Linked DNA regions of Mus musculus: regions 1, 2, 3 and 4 are each linked to region 5. Evidence: chromatin contacts called from public Hi-C and HiChIP or PLAC-seq data. All regions are on one chromosome and are shown on one strand. Each heading gives the region's core, a stretch centred on a gene start, on an enhancer-like site or on the middle of the called end of the contact. The rest is flanking DNA. Distances are from core to core; before and after follow the strand shown. Region 1 overlaps Gm34873 (a long non-coding RNA gene). Region 2 has its middle 12 kb from the start of Gm22418. Region 3 holds the start of Trnt1 (tRNA nucleotidyl transferase, CCA-adding, 1). Region 4 has its middle 51 kb from the start of Gm34873. Region 5 holds the start of Lrrn1 (leucine rich repeat protein 1, neuronal).

Region 1 (2,802 bases), core at 281-2,780, 540 kb after region 5:
TAGCCCAGACTGGTGAACCTGAGGTGCCCTATAGAAATTACTAGTCTCTGGTTTTATGTGGAGTTCCGGGATCCACTTAGATTTGACCTTAGTACAAGGAGATAGGAATGGATCAATTCGCATTCTTCTACATGATAACCGCCAGTTGTGCCAGCATGATTTGTTGAAAATGCTGTCTTATGCCCCTCTACAGAGGAATGGATACAGAAAATGACACAATGGAATACTACTCAGCTATTAAAAAGAATGAATTTATGAAATTCCTAGGCAAATGGATGGACCTGGAGGGCATCATCCTGAGAGAGGTAACCCAATCACAAAAGAACTCACATGATAAGTACTCACTGATAAGTAGATATTAGCCCAAGATACAAGATACAATTTGCAAAACACATGAAACTCAAGAAGAACAAAGACCAAGAAGACCAAAGTGTGGACAGTTTGCCCCTTCTTAGAATTGGGCACAAAACACCCATGGAAGGAGTTACAGAGACAAAGTTAGGAGCTGAGACAAAAGGATGGACCATCTAGCGACTGCCATACCCGGGGATCCATCCCATAATCAGCCTCCAAGCGCTGACAACATTGCACACACTAGCAAGATTTTGCTGAAAGGACCCTGATATAGCTGTCTCTTGTGAGGCTATTCCGGGGCCTAGCAAACACAGAAGTGGATGCTCACAGTCAGCTATTGGATGGATCACAGGGTCCGCAATGGAGGAGCTAGAGAAAGTACCCAAGGAGCTAAAGGGGTCTGCAACCCTATAGGTGGAACAACAATATGAACTAACCAGTACCCCCTGGAGCTCGTATCTCTAGCTGCATATGTATCAGAAGTTGGCCTAGTTGGCCATCACTGCAAAGAGAGGCCCATTGGTCATGCAAACTTTATATGCTTCAGTACAGGGGAATGCCAGGGCCAAGAAGTGGGAGTGGGGCATAGGGGAGTTGGGGGGGAGGGTATGGGGGATGTTTGGGGTAGCATTAGAAATGTAAATGAAGAAAATACCTAATTAAAATAAAATTTAAAAAAAAAACTGAAAAAAAAAGAAAAGAAAAGAAAAAGAAATTGCCAGTCATGGGTGTAGTTTCTCTTGAAGATAAGTAAGGAGCAAACACCCCTTTCTCTGATCTTGTGTCTTCTTCATAGAATCTCCCTGAAGGCATAAAGTGTCAGCTGGGCACCTGTACTTTGCTTTGAGTCCAAGCTTGGTGTAGTAACAATTCTATCTCATAGTTCTATATCCTAGAGTGAGAGGACAGTGTCTCTACATAGAATGGACTCATAGTTCTATATCCCATAGTGAGAAGACAGTGTCTCTACATAGAACGGACAAATGTTTGGTGGTGAATAGATATTCATACCCTTTGTTATATCTGATTTTGAGTCCAGAGATTAATGTTAAGACTGATTTTATGGGGTTCAAGAGATTATTTCAGTTTGTAAACCCAACCTCATGTCTCTTAGCTTGAGCTGAATCATCAGATAAGCACAGGAGAGGTTTCCTGTCAGGAAATGCCTTCTGACAATGTAAATTATGCTTTCTCCTTTAAACCCCCAGCTCATCCCACAGAGCCTACACTCCCTGCGAGTAGCACTAAGTAGTGTTATTTTCAATAACTGAGTTATTTTCAATAGACAGACTCAGATGCTCATAATTCAGACTATCTGTTTTTTATTATCTCTATGACACAGCACCGAGTCTCCAGGCTTCACACAAAGATAAATGCTTATATGAGTCTTGCAATTATTCCTCCATCTACCAGCCCTATATTTATGCTGGTATACAGAGTGCAGTATAATTTAGCTCTGTCAAATGTTGCCAAGAGTCATTGTAAACCTATGAGGTAGATGGGAAGAGGAGGATTCTGAGATTTGTTGCTAAGCCTCCATCTGGTTCACAGAAGTCACTGGCCTTCTGAAGTGAGTGGCTAGAGAACCACCAACGCTAAGAGTGATGACTCATTTAAAAAGGTCAAATGACAAAGCTGTCCCCATGGAACCTGTTTGAGCAGTTTAATAAACGACTCAAAATGAGAGTTCAAGGGACTTCCTTCCAGAAGGAGAAAGGCTTAGGGATTGAAATGTCATTTAAAAGACAGAAAATCCCAGCAAATTAGTACCATGTCCCCAGAGAACATGTGTTTTGTGAGGGTCTGTTTCTGCTTTATTCACAGATGCACTTTGAATTCTGCAGGTAAAGAATTCAGACTAAGATGGTCATTCATTATGGCCTGTGATAAGAGATGGGGTAGAGCAATAACTCCCAATAGCCAGACTGTGAACTTAGTAGCCAGGAGACTATAGGTTTCTTTTAGTCTCTACATCAGCTGAGTCTTCCTCTTCTCTTTTTGTGTCACCTTGTTTGCCTTCTATGCTTTGACAGAGGACGTTGATTCCTTTGAAATACCTCACTCATTTTCTATAATCTAGAAGTTTCTATAGAGCTATTATGGTTATTTTGATGGCATTAATTATGTAGACATGTAGGTGCTGTTTCTGGTACTTCTGGGGAGGTTTACCTGGGAATAGAAGAGCTATCCTGCCTGTGGGTGGTATCATCCCGTGGGCTGGGTCACATTCTAAATAGAAAAATATAATGAAAAGCATAGGATTTTTAGAATTAGGTTTTCTACACTGGCCGAAAACAACTTGGGGTAGAAGGAGCTTATCAGCTTTCAACTCCCAGATTACCATCCATCACAGAGAGACTTCAGGGAAGGAGCATCAGGCAGGAGCCTGGAGGTTGAAACTGATACAGAGGCGATGCAGAGACACTACTTACTTTTACTTACTGCTGT
Region 2 (2,751 bases), core at 126-2,625, 520 kb after region 5:
TTGGACTCATCCCAGTAATTCTACCCTTTCTGCCATCATTTGGTGCCTTTATTTTCCTCTGGCCCAAGCTTAAATGGTTGTATTTATCAAATGTTGCAATCTATATTATCCTAACAATAACTGTGGTAAGTACAAGGCTTATTCCTGATTTTTCAAAGCATAGAATATAAATTAATATGGAAATATCTAGTAAGATGAAATGGCCATTTTTCTGGCTGTGACTTTAAAACTCATTGATTCCAGAGAGATGGAGATGGGAAAAGAAGTGGATGCAGAGGTGGAGGCAGAAGCAGAAACAAAGAGACACAGAATAAAACATCAAGGAGTATATTGAAGCATCAATTCAATACTTGATGTTTAGTATTTAGTATCCAGAAATCTCAGTGCAACAATGGACTATTATACTAGAAATATAATTCACATTATATTTAATTATTTTTGAAACTTTTATTAGTTTACTTAATCTAGGAAGATAAGCATTTAATATTTAGTGTGGCTTCTTTTGGGGCCCTCAATATGCTAACAGAACCAATTCCAGTCTCCTGCTATCTCAGTTCTCAGTGTGTTGTCTCTGTTCTCAAATTATATGTGCTGGCTCCCAAGGGTCCTGTATTTACAACCTTACCATTATGAGCTCAATCCACAAATATCAAAAAAATCCTAGAAATTCTAATAATATCCTGTTGAGCCATTGAGCCTTTATGGATCAGTCTTTACGGTGTAAAGAATGAGATTCTGGGTTGCCCAAATGACAGCATCATTAATTGTCCTCTAGATGAAGATGGACCCCCAACCAGAAGCACAAGCTCTGGAAGTTACACTGGACTTGTTTGCTTCCAAACAACAATGACAGCACCTTCCCCCGACCCCCAACCCCGAAGCTCTTCTGGGTAGAAGGGGAGTAGATTCTCTGTAAAAGAAAACAAATGTCCACTACACCAGCCAAATAGAAACGGATGCAGTAGCTTTCCTCTGAGACACGCCTGTCTTGCTGTAGCTCTAACAGCGAACTTTGTTTTGTTTTCTTAATTTATCATGTTACCACCCATGCGCAAAAGTCTCTCTTCACACGTCCTTGTGCCCGATGCCAATCTGTTTTGCCTATTAGCACTGAAAGGTCCTTAAGACTGTTGTGCACTCAGGCAGTGGAAAAGAGCAGTGGTCTGCCCCAAGTTGATTTCTAGGGAAGTGGCTTAATCTAAACACAATATGCCATCGTGATGAGGCTCCTGCGGGCTTTAAACGCCTGGAATGGAAAGCAAGGGAAGATGGTTAGTTTAGGATCATGTTTCTGAAAAAGGCCTGGTGTTATCCATCCTGAAACTCAATGAAAATGAATTGATGAGCAGACAATAGCCAGTGTGCACAGCTGATTGATCTGTGCAGCGGGGACATCCCCAAGCTGTTTGGCAGCAAGCCGTCTTTCTTCTGTTCTTTCCTTATTAATGCAGGCGATGATAAATGGCCATGCTGACAGCCCACTACAATGAAAATAAAATCCTTGTCAGGGAGTCTTCCATCTTCTTAGGAGCAAAGAAAAACTTGCCCTGTAACCCTCCTGCAGGATTTTCTCACACAGTCTTGGCAGCGACATGTGTGTGACTGTGTGTGTGTGTGTGTGTGTGTGTGTGTGTGTGTGTGTGTGTGTGTGTGTGTGAGTGTGTGTGACCCTGTGTGTGTGTTCTCCTGAACACTGTGAGGTCACTTCAAAGAAAAGAAACTAAAAAGAGTATTAAGAAATAACCTTTGTGAACAGAAAACACCAGGCTACTTTGAGTGAGTTTATAAGGAAGCCTGAGAAAATTTAACTCTCAGAAACACGTTCAGTTTAGATAACTCAGGGAGGAGAAGGAGACTTGTATATTTTCCAAATTTTGCTTTATAAAAGATGCAGGTTGTAGAAATGGATTTAATTGTTTATGATCTAATAAAATTATATTGTGACTTATCATTCCGTCATGTCTCAAAACCCTTTCCCCATCTAAACAGTACTGTGTTTCTTCACTCAGTGCAGTCAGAAAGCAGGTATATATCTGATGATGCCCGTTATCAGCAAAGGCATGCATGTTCTAATGTTGTTGAAAACATGATGGCCTATGAGGAAAGCTAAGCTGAGAAGCTTCAGAGGGTCCCCGCAAGTTGTTAGGTCTGGATAGTAAGGCAAACTCTATGGCAGGTGCTGTTTGCTGACAATCACCACACAGACATATTAACCCACATTTCCAAGAGAAAGAATGTTTCTGCTGAATAGCTTCGGATAGCAAAAACCCAGAAGCAAGTGGCTAGCAGTGGGTAGCGTAAATAAGATATCTCTATTCAGTAAAATGACTGTTAGAACAAGGAACAGCAACATTTGTCAAAAGTAACAACAACTTCAGGGGCTGGAGAGACAGCTCAATCCTTAGACCAATTACTGTTCTTGCAGAGGCCCTGAATTCGGTTCCCTGTACTTATCTTTAACTCCAGTGCTGGGACATGATGAAATTTCAGGTTAGGCTGCCTGTCTATAAACTGCATGTTTATATGAAAAGAAAAGAAAAAGAAAAAGAAAAAAAAATGAACATAGTATGTGTACTGATTCCAGATGGTTGTACTGATGATAGAAAACCTTGCTTGGTATTGAAAACCTCCTTCTTTGTTTATACTCAACTTTCACAAAGGTTAGCTATTCATTTTTTATTTGTTTGTTAAATTTGTTTTTTTAACATCAATGTCTGTTAACTCCATTATGTGTGAAATGATGACTGTGAT
Region 3 (2,795 bases), core at 42-2,541, 760 kb after region 5:
CAGAAAAAGAGGGAAAAAAATCTATTTCCTTCTGTTCTCTCAGAGAGCAATACAACAAAGGAAAACAGAGCTTCGTTGTTAACAAATCAGATGACATCAGACTCTATAATTTAAAACCCAGCTCCTTCAATTACAGAAACAGACAGGCACTTCACTTCCCAAGCACGTGTTCTCTTCTGTTCAGAACACATATCTAAAGCTCTTGGGTCTCATTACATAATGTATGGTAAATGGAATTTCTTGGAGGACACAGAAAAGTTGTGCTTCATGCTGCAGTCAACTTCCCACCATTCTCAATATACCCCAAGTTGGCCTGTCTTTCATTGGCGCTACAAAAATATCCCAACACTGACAGAAAGATGTCTGCCTCGTCCTTTTCTGCAGTTAACAACTCCAAAGCCCAGAGGACAATCTTAACTTCTCACCTGTCAGGCTCTTCAATCCTTCGGTGAAAAGGGACTGGAATTCTGGGGACTGCAACTTCATTGTAAACAGGTATCGCTTCAGAAGGCACAATCTACTCCAACTACACCTCAGGACCTGCCTGTGCCAAGGATACAGGACGCTCTGCATCTGGAGACAAGTCGCCAATCACACATCTAAGGCGCAAACACACAGGTAACGCCAATTACACTTCAAAAGGAGGGCCAACAAACGCTGTCCGAAATGAAAGTGATCCTTTCAGGAACGCTAAACCACTTCGGTGGCAGCTACCCAAGTACTCTTGCTATGATTACTATATGGGAAGCAGGAGGGATTTGGAGTGCCAGAAAATAAAATATTAGATCGGCAGCAACAGCAGGTTTCCAAAAAACACATCAGTTGCACGTGCTCACCACCCTCCTCCCCTACCCAGGGTCGGCCTCAAGGTTACAGCATGCCAAGTTGGAACTCTGCGGGGTTGCCTCAGCAATTCTCGCCGCATGCCCGACCTCTAAGAGGTGGGAGCTCTTAAAGGGCCCCAAGAAAAGTAGCGCGCCGCGAGGACAGCGACGCTCAAGCCGGTCGCGTATCTGAGATAGCGACTTTCTCCCCTAACTCTGGAAAACTGCGGGGAACCGGCCCTGAGATACGACCGCCGCCCACGGCTCAATGAAGAGAGACCGGGCGTTGCCTAGAGTAGGGAGCAGCCTCCACCTCCCGCCATCTCCCAAGGACGCGTTCAGACGCACGCTGCACAGCCAGGTCGCCAAGGTGTCTTAGAAACGTGGCGCTCCTACTCCGAAGACCCGCTTACCCGCCTGCTGCCCGGGCCGCACGCGCACTTCCGGGTCGCGGACCAGTGACGTCAGCACGCACGAAGAGCCGCAGCGAATGAGAAGCCACTGAGGGTCCCACCCACTTCCTCTGGGCGGGGCTAGGCTTTACTAAGTGGAGCCAGTTCCTCCTGCGCCTGCGCGCATGACAGGCAGTGGGGTTTTTTTTTTTGTTTGTTTTTTGTTTTGTTTTGTTTTTTCGGGCTTTAGATAGAGAAAGCAATCAAGGTTCTTGTCTTGGTGCTTGAGATGGGGTCGACTTGCTTTATCTTAGCAGTTAACAGCTTTTCGTAAACTTCGCCACCGGCAACAGGAAGAACTTTGATTTTATTCAGTCCTATGCATAGTGGAGAGATTGGCAGAGAATAAAAAGACAAACCTGTGGCTTAAACTTCCTTAACCTTCCTAGTTTTCCTTGAAAAACGCATACGCCATAGTATTTCTGTGTTTTCTGTCACCCTGCCTCTTAACTTCAGGGGTCATGGGTATCTAATTTTTTAAACGACAGACTAACTATCCCATTCAAGATTCACAAACACCGATAATGGAGTCCAAAGCCTGAATCTCAGATCCCATGGCCCTGCACACTTAAGTAGATATTTGGATAAATTCTATTAAAGAGAGAGAGAGAGAGAACTGCACTGACGTAAGACAGGATGTTTAACAATCTCCAATTAATATCAACAAATAACAAAAAAAAATATTAACAAACTGAATTGCACGACATCCAGAGGATTTGTCCATAAGTTTGGGAATAAATGTCATGAATTAAAGTTGGAGTTAATGTTCAGAAACCAGTTGAGGTAACTCCCATACCAACAGACCCTAAAAGAAGAGCCATTAAGTCACCCTAGAGACACAAAAGAGCTCTTGTGTTTTATACAGTCACTCAGAAAATTAAGGTTAAAATTACACAATGGAGTACTACTCAGCTATTAAAAAGAATGAATTTATGAAATTCCTGGCCAAATGGATGGACCTGGAGGGCATCATCCTGAGTGAGGTAACACATTCACAAAGGAACTCACACAATATGTACTCACTGATAAGTGGATATTAGCCCAAAACCTAAGATACCCAAGATATAAGATACAATTTCCTAAACACATGAAACTCAAGAAAAATGAAGACTGAAGTGTGAACACTATGCCCCTCCTTAGAAGTGGGAGCAAAACACCCTTGGAAGGAGTTACAGAGACAAAGTTTGGAGCTGAGATAAAAGGATGGACCATGTAGACACTACCATATCCGGGGATCCATCCCATAATCAGCTTCCAAATGCTGACACCATTGCATACACTAGCAAGATTATGCTGAAAGGACCCTGATATAGCTGTCTCTTGTCAGAGTATGCCTGGGCCTAGCAAACATAGAAGTGGATGCTCACAGTCGGCTATTGGATGGATCACATGGCCCCCAATGAAGGAGCTAGAGAAAGTACCAAAGAAGCTAAAGGGATCTGCAACCCTATAGGTGGAACAACACTATGAACTAACCAGTACCCCGGAGCTCTTGACTCTAGCTGCATATGCATCAAAA
Region 4 (2,700 bases), core at 157-2,656, 610 kb after region 5:
CAGCCTTCCCTTTCAAATCCATTATCATTCCTGGCTACAGTGATCATTGGAGGTTTGGGCATGTGGTCCAGGCTAACCAATGACATGCAAACTTTAGATTTGATGGTTATTTCAGAGACAGGTACTTCTCCTTCCACCATGCATCAGCTCACAAGGAAATAGGCTGTGGCCATTAAAAAAACGGAAAGCCAAGATTATATAAAGCTAATCCAAATGATCACAGTGAAAACCATAGTTCAGGAACTAGAGAGGTGGCTCAGCAGTTAAGAAAGCATATTTCTCTCCCAAATTGGGTGATCACAATAGCTTGTAACTCTAGCTCCAGGGGATCCAACTCCCACTTCTACCTTCTGTAGCCACCTGCATGCAAGGTCATTCCTCTCATCCACATCCACATCTAATTAAAAATAAGAATTAAATAAACATACTGTAAATATGTGTGATACCAAAAAGTGTGTGTGTGTGTGTGTTTTGTCTGTGGCTATTATTGTTTTGCTTGAACTAGTACAAGTTGCACTTAACATGCTTTCTATTGTTCTCACAGAAAGTTTGGAATTTTAATTCATACCTTGAAAGTTTTAATGGAGAGTTATTTCAGGTCAAATGTGAATGAGCAAACAGTATTAATCAAAAATAGTGATCCCACTCAGCTGGAACAGCCAGAAACTGTTATCATAAAGGATTTTTTCACTTTTACTTTGTGAGGATTAGAGATATGACAGCTTACGATGAAAATTATGACGTTATTCTTCCTCCCTTGTTATGGATTTGACCAAGGTAAATCACAGCATTTATGAAATATAAAAATAGCAAATTGTAAGATTAATCCCAACAGTTAACAACTCAGTGAAATGGACGCTGGAAATCTCTTGCCACAATACTTTAGTTTCCTTGGACTGTCAGGTTAGTAGAGTGGGTTACTCATTTACTAAAGCTTGGGAAATGCAGAGATTGAGCTCATCCCTTCTCAGAAGCAAAGGATAAAAAGGGTTTCTAAGCACAGGTATCTGCAGAGAAGGTAAATCTTGCCTCAGCGAGCTAATCCTACGGCAGACTATTGGTCTTCATTCTCTTTCTAAGACAATATCTTCTCCCTCTTGTGTTCCTGTTTCAGAAAGAATCTCCATTAGCTTTTCTGATCAACTTCCATCTTCATGACTCCAAGAGTGTCATCCCTCTCAGACTCAGCCAGTCATAGTTACCCCTTCTGATCACAGCCATAGTGATTAGTCTAGGCTGTACACATCTGAAATAAAACAAATGATCAAAACAGTTACAGATCTGTCTTTTGTAAGTGTCTTCTGTAGTGACAGATCTGTTAAGATTGGAGTCCAGAGCTGCCTACAGCCACAGCCAGAAACAGATGGGTGGCTGTCACGAGTAAACATTGCCACCAAGACAGGAAGAAGTCAACCTGCAGGGAAGCAGTCTTGGCAGTGTTTACAGCATTAGTGCTGGGAGTTCCGAAGCCAGCTTTGTCTGCCTCCCCATGACTTGTTATGTAAGCAAATAAATATGCTTTTACTCTTTGAGACAGAATTTTGAGATATCATCTGTGACATATAATTAATTTTCTTAGGAGATAGCATTCACCCATCATTAATATAGAAAAAACTTAGACAAACAAAATTAATTACTTCTTATTTCATTCCAATGATTAAGGTCTACCATCTTTGGGGATCTATGAACTATGTTTATAAGAACCCCATAAGTGTTTTTGCTGTTATTGTTGTTGTTTTGTTTTATTTTGCTTTGTTTTGTTTGTTTTTTGTTTTTGTTTTTGTTTTTGAAGACAGGGTTTCGCTGTGTAGTCCTAGCTGTCCTGGAATTCACTCTTTAGACCAGGCTGGCCTCAAACTCAGAAATCCACCTGCGTCTTCCTCCCAAGTGCTAGGATTAAAGGCATGAGCCATCACTGCCCAGCCCCATAAGTGTTTTTATCATGTCAGTTTCAGAAAGACTTTTTTCAATGCTCTAGGGAAAATGAGAAAGGAAGAATTGTAACTTTTGCCCAGAGACTTCTCTATTACAAACATTATTGAGAATTTCTTAGACCCTAATCTAATACAAGGACATTCTTCCAACACACACACCCTCAAGCTTTCTGTGTTTCGCCAGGGCCAAGAAGTGGGAGTGGGTGCGTGGGAGTGGGTGCGTGCATTTCTTCCTCTCCATTCTCTTCTTCCTTTTAGAAGTTAGTGCACACTTGGTTTATTTCCTAGAAGCTTTGTCTCTCACTGAGTGCTTTCCCCCATTCTTTTTTTTTTTAAATTAGGTATTTATTTCATTTGCATTTCCAATGCTATCCCAAAAGTCCCCCACGCCCAAGTGAGGATGCTTCAATCCCACTTAGAAGGGAGAACAAAATAATCATGGGAGGCAGAAGGAAGGAGGGATCTGGGTAGGAGGGGGAAGGAAGCAGGATCAGGTATTGGGGAGGGAGACAGAAGCGAAACTCAGAGGGCAAGGAAAATGAGTAGAAATATGCAGCTGCAGGGGTGGGGCAGCAGGGGAAACCTCTAGAATGTCCCAGAGACCTGGGATGTGAGAGGTTCACAGGACTCAATGTAGATGACCTTAGCCAAAATGCCCAACTGTGGGGAGATGGAACCTGACCATCTCCAGTAGTTAGACAGGGCCCCCAAGAGGGATGGGGATGCCAACCCACCTTCAATTTTTTGATCCAGAATTGTCCCTGTC
Region 5 (2,766 bases), core at 134-2,633:
GGGGGAGGAAGGGAGGGAACCCAGCCAGCCAAGGACTTCCCTCTGAGGTAGCGGTGACCGCAGGAACCTAGGAAGCACCGAATCAGTAGGCAGCAGCCCACACCCCTCTCCTTGCAGCACAAAGGACACTCGCTGGCAAACTTTCCTAGTCACTGACCCCAGAGCAGAATGCCTGGAAAAGATCAAGACTTCCCTGAAATTTCCACGTCTGTAGCAAGCCTCCTTAAGGGAGCTACCCCTTCTAGGCTCAAAACAGTTTTCTCCTCCTTGGACCACATAACAGTTGAGTATGTTCTCCCCAATGCTCTGACTTCAGTATCCTCAGTGTTTTGTTAATTACACTCCTTGCTCTTTATTCTTAGCATCGTAGCCTCTGCCGAGACCTTTTCCTCTCCCCACAACCTGCCACCTTTCTTTCCTTTTGACCCCATTTCCAACTCCCTGGGTCTTCTGTCTGCTCTCTTCCCAGGTCCCCAGCTTCTTTCCCCTGATCACAGCACCAAGCCTTCTCTTCTCTTTCCCCCTCTGATGGGTCCCTGAGATCCTGGGGCCTCAGCTCCAGTCACTGCCTTTTGCCCATTTCTGTCTGGCCTTTCTTCTCAACTATTGCTCTCGCTCGCCCTGCTTCATTTTGAAGGCAAGAGGGTGATCGGTAGATTCTCCTTTCCCGACTTCGTTTTTCCTCCTTGCTCGAGAAACCGCGCCCCCTTGTTCCCCTTAGCCCTGAGATCTTATCCCGAGGTTTCTCAAACGCAGTAGGGTCCGCCAAGCTGCCAAGTTTGTCTCTACTTCCTCCCTGCTGCCTCCCACACCTCCCGCTGCCTCCCACACCTCCTGCTGCGGCCCAGTTGGTCCGGGCACTTACCCTAAGGCTGGGCTGACAGGGGTGTTGGGGTGCGCACGGAGCGGGTGGTGGTGGCAGCAGCAGCCACTAGCCGGAGGATGAGGACCGGCAGAGCAGCGCCTCCACCCAGCCCGCAGCGCGCACTGGCTCCTTGGGGGACCCCCAGCAGAGCACCAAGATGCAAGGCGAGACAGCCGCGGGAGCAACAGCTGCTGCGCGGGGCTGGGCTAAATCGCGTTCTTGGGGGTCGTGGTAGAGACAGGCGGGAATAGGAAAGAGGGTAGAAGAAATGGGGTGCAGAGGGCGGGGCAGCGAAGGATCGGTCTCAAGGAAGGCGCCCGAGGCGCCTCGGAGTGCGGTGGCAAGGATGCCACTGTCTGGGAGGACGCCGCGGGCCCCGGTCCCCGCCCGACAAGCGCTGCAAACCGGGGCGCACGGCCCTCGCCTGGCTTCACGGCTTGCTGCCGGCGCCCTCCGTGCGCCCCGCTTTGTGCTCCCCGCAGCCGGCGTGCACCTGGTGTAAGCAAAAGCGGTCAGCTGATGGGCTGCGCGCCGATTGGCTGCTTAGCGGTCTCCTCCCCTCCCGCCCGACCCCCTTCCCGGCCTCCCCCTCCCGCCCTCCCGCCCGCTACGCCCGCCTAGGCGCAGTCCCGCGCTGGGGCACCATCTGTAGCCCGCCCAACAAAGGGGCAGCTCGGGCCCGCCACCCTGGGCCTGCCAGATCGCTGCAATGCCACTACAGCCGCTGCAGGGAGCAGAGAGCCACTCCTTTTTTCTTTTTTTCATTTTCTTCTTTTTTAAAAAAATAGGGACGAAAGACTGTGACTGGGAGAGGAAGGCAAGGACAGGGGAAGAACCCTTGTAGGAACGCCATAGTCTCCATGGGACTGCAATGGAGTTTTAAGTATGAGATCTGACCCATCCTTTGGAGATAGTTGGCTATGTGGTGCATACATACATACCCGCAGCTGAAATGGTTAATGCCCTTGCCGAACCCAGGGTAGTTCTGTGACCCTTAATTGCGAGGCAAAGCCACTGTGAAATTCTGGAGGCTTTCTGGAAACAATTCTGAAACTTTGAAACTGTGTAGTGTCTGTTTGGTTAGGTGTGAAACTTGTGTTCACATTAGCAGAGGATTGATTGAAAGTGCAGACTGCAGAGCGGTGTGAGGGCAAGGGTGGTGGGAGGCAGGCAAGAGTGTGGAAGGGAGGGTGGAAGTGGTTGAAGACTAGACCTGAACCAGGGTCTCAACTTCAAAGTGACAATCCAAAGCAAGGTTCAGGAAAAGCCTTTGATAAGTGCTATTGGGGGAATCAGCTTTAAGAGAGAGAGAGAGAGAGAGAGAGAGAGAGAGAGAGAGCATCAGCAACTTTGAGAAAGAGAACCTGATTTTATTTCCCCGGGATACTCAAGTCAAGAAATTCTGGGGAATTTGTGAAAGGATGGACCATGTAGAGACTGCCTTATCCAGGGATCCACCCCATAATCAGCATCCAAACGCTGACACTATTGCATACACTAGCAAGATTTTATCGAAAGGACCCAGATGTAGCTGTCTCTTGTAAGACTATGCCGGGGCCTAGCAAACACAGAAGTGGATGCCCACAGTCAGCTAATGGATGGATCACGGGGCTCCCAATGGAGGAGCTAGAGAAAGTACCCAAGGAGCTAAAGGGATCTGCAACCCTATAGGTGGATCAACATTATGAACTAACCAGTACCCCGGAGCTCTTGACTCTAGCTGCATGTGTATCAAAAGATGGCCTAGTCGGCCATCACTGGAAAGAGAGGCCCATTGGACACACAAACTTTATATGCCCCAGAACAGGGGAACGCCAGGGCCAAAAAGGGGGAGTGGGCGGGTAAGGGAGTGGGGGTGGGTATGGGGGACTTTTGGTATAGCATTGGAAATGTAAATGAGC

What was found. A called contact is a pair of places that touch in the nucleus more often than the background predicts. HiChIP or PLAC-seq counts read pairs in DNA pulled down with a chosen protein or histone mark.
Region 1: a contact with region 5 is called in an H3K4me3 HiChIP or PLAC-seq map of neural tube, with 5 times the contacts expected there. The contact joins the enhancer-like site here to the promoter of Lrrn1 in region 5. A contact is called at or near these places in 3 of 39 promoter capture datasets (hippocampal neurons, pre-B cells and stem cell-derived epiblast-like cells), 2 of 484 Hi-C or Micro-C datasets (both in cortical neurons), 4 of 115 datasets of contacts at active chromatin or transcription factors (embryonic forebrain, embryonic hindbrain, forebrain and 1 more) and 1 of 9 other capture datasets (embryonic stem cells).
Region 2: an H3K4me3 HiChIP or PLAC-seq map of neural tube shows a contact between it and region 5, with 6 times the contacts expected there. The contact joins the enhancer-like site here to the promoter of Lrrn1 in region 5. A contact is called at or near these places in 6 of 39 promoter capture datasets (cranial neural crest, embryonic stem cells, hippocampal neurons and 2 more), 9 of 115 datasets of contacts at active chromatin or transcription factors (craniofacial prominence, differentiating embryonic stem cells, embryonic forebrain and 6 more) and 1 of 9 other capture datasets (embryonic stem cells).
Region 3: an H3K4me3 HiChIP or PLAC-seq map of embryonic forebrain shows a contact between it and region 5, with 3 times the contacts expected there. The contact joins the promoter of Trnt1 here to the promoter of Lrrn1 in region 5. A contact is called at or near these places in 2 of 39 promoter capture datasets (cranial neural crest and embryonic stem cells) and 4 of 115 datasets of contacts at active chromatin or transcription factors (embryonic forebrain, embryonic hindbrain, embryonic stem cells and 1 more).
Region 4: a contact with region 5 is called in a Hi-C map of cerebellum, with 2.2 times the contacts expected there. The contact joins the enhancer-like site here to the promoter of Lrrn1 in region 5. A contact is called at or near these places in 3 of 39 promoter capture datasets (hippocampal neurons, pre-B cells and stem cell-derived epiblast-like cells), 2 of 484 Hi-C or Micro-C datasets (cerebellar granule neurons and cerebellum) and 5 of 115 datasets of contacts at active chromatin or transcription factors (differentiating embryonic stem cells, embryonic forebrain, forebrain and 2 more).

What each region holds. Positions count from the first base shown.
Region 1 is chr6:106,984,514-106,987,315 of GRCm38.p6, reverse strand. The region is part of intron 2 of Gm34873 (a long non-coding RNA gene); the gene reads right to left. Among named protein-coding and RNA genes, the nearest start is that of Gm34873, 14 kb to the right of the region's middle. Within about 2 kb of position 1,530, at least 19 of the 459 cell types and tissues checked have an H3K27ac peak or open chromatin away from gene starts, as enhancers often do. A contact at or near this core is called in neural tube, where this site is marked.
Region 2 is chr6:107,011,820-107,014,570 of GRCm38.p6, reverse strand. No RefSeq gene overlaps it. Among named protein-coding and RNA genes, the nearest start is that of Gm22418, 12 kb to the right of the region's middle. Within about 2 kb of position 1,375, at least 18 of the 459 cell types and tissues checked have an H3K27ac peak or open chromatin away from gene starts, as enhancers often do. A contact at or near this core is called in neural tube, where this site is marked.
Region 3 is chr6:106,767,634-106,770,428 of GRCm38.p6, reverse strand. Trnt1 (tRNA nucleotidyl transferase, CCA-adding, 1) reads right to left here and starts at 1,291. Exons shown (of 9, transcript NM_001242358.1): 1 at 1,173-1,291; 2 at 426-599. The coding sequence starts at 573.
Region 4 is chr6:106,919,792-106,922,491 of GRCm38.p6, reverse strand. No RefSeq gene overlaps it. Among named protein-coding and RNA genes, the nearest start is that of Gm34873, 51 kb to the left of the region's middle. Within about 2 kb of position 1,406, at least 2 of the 459 cell types and tissues checked have an H3K27ac peak or open chromatin away from gene starts, as enhancers often do. A contact at or near this core is called in cerebellar granule neurons and cerebellum, where this site is marked.
Region 5 is chr6:107,528,343-107,531,108 of GRCm38.p6, reverse strand. It overlaps Lrrn1 (leucine rich repeat protein 1, neuronal), which reads right to left and starts at 1,383. Exons shown (of 2, transcript NM_008516.4): 1 at 866-1,383.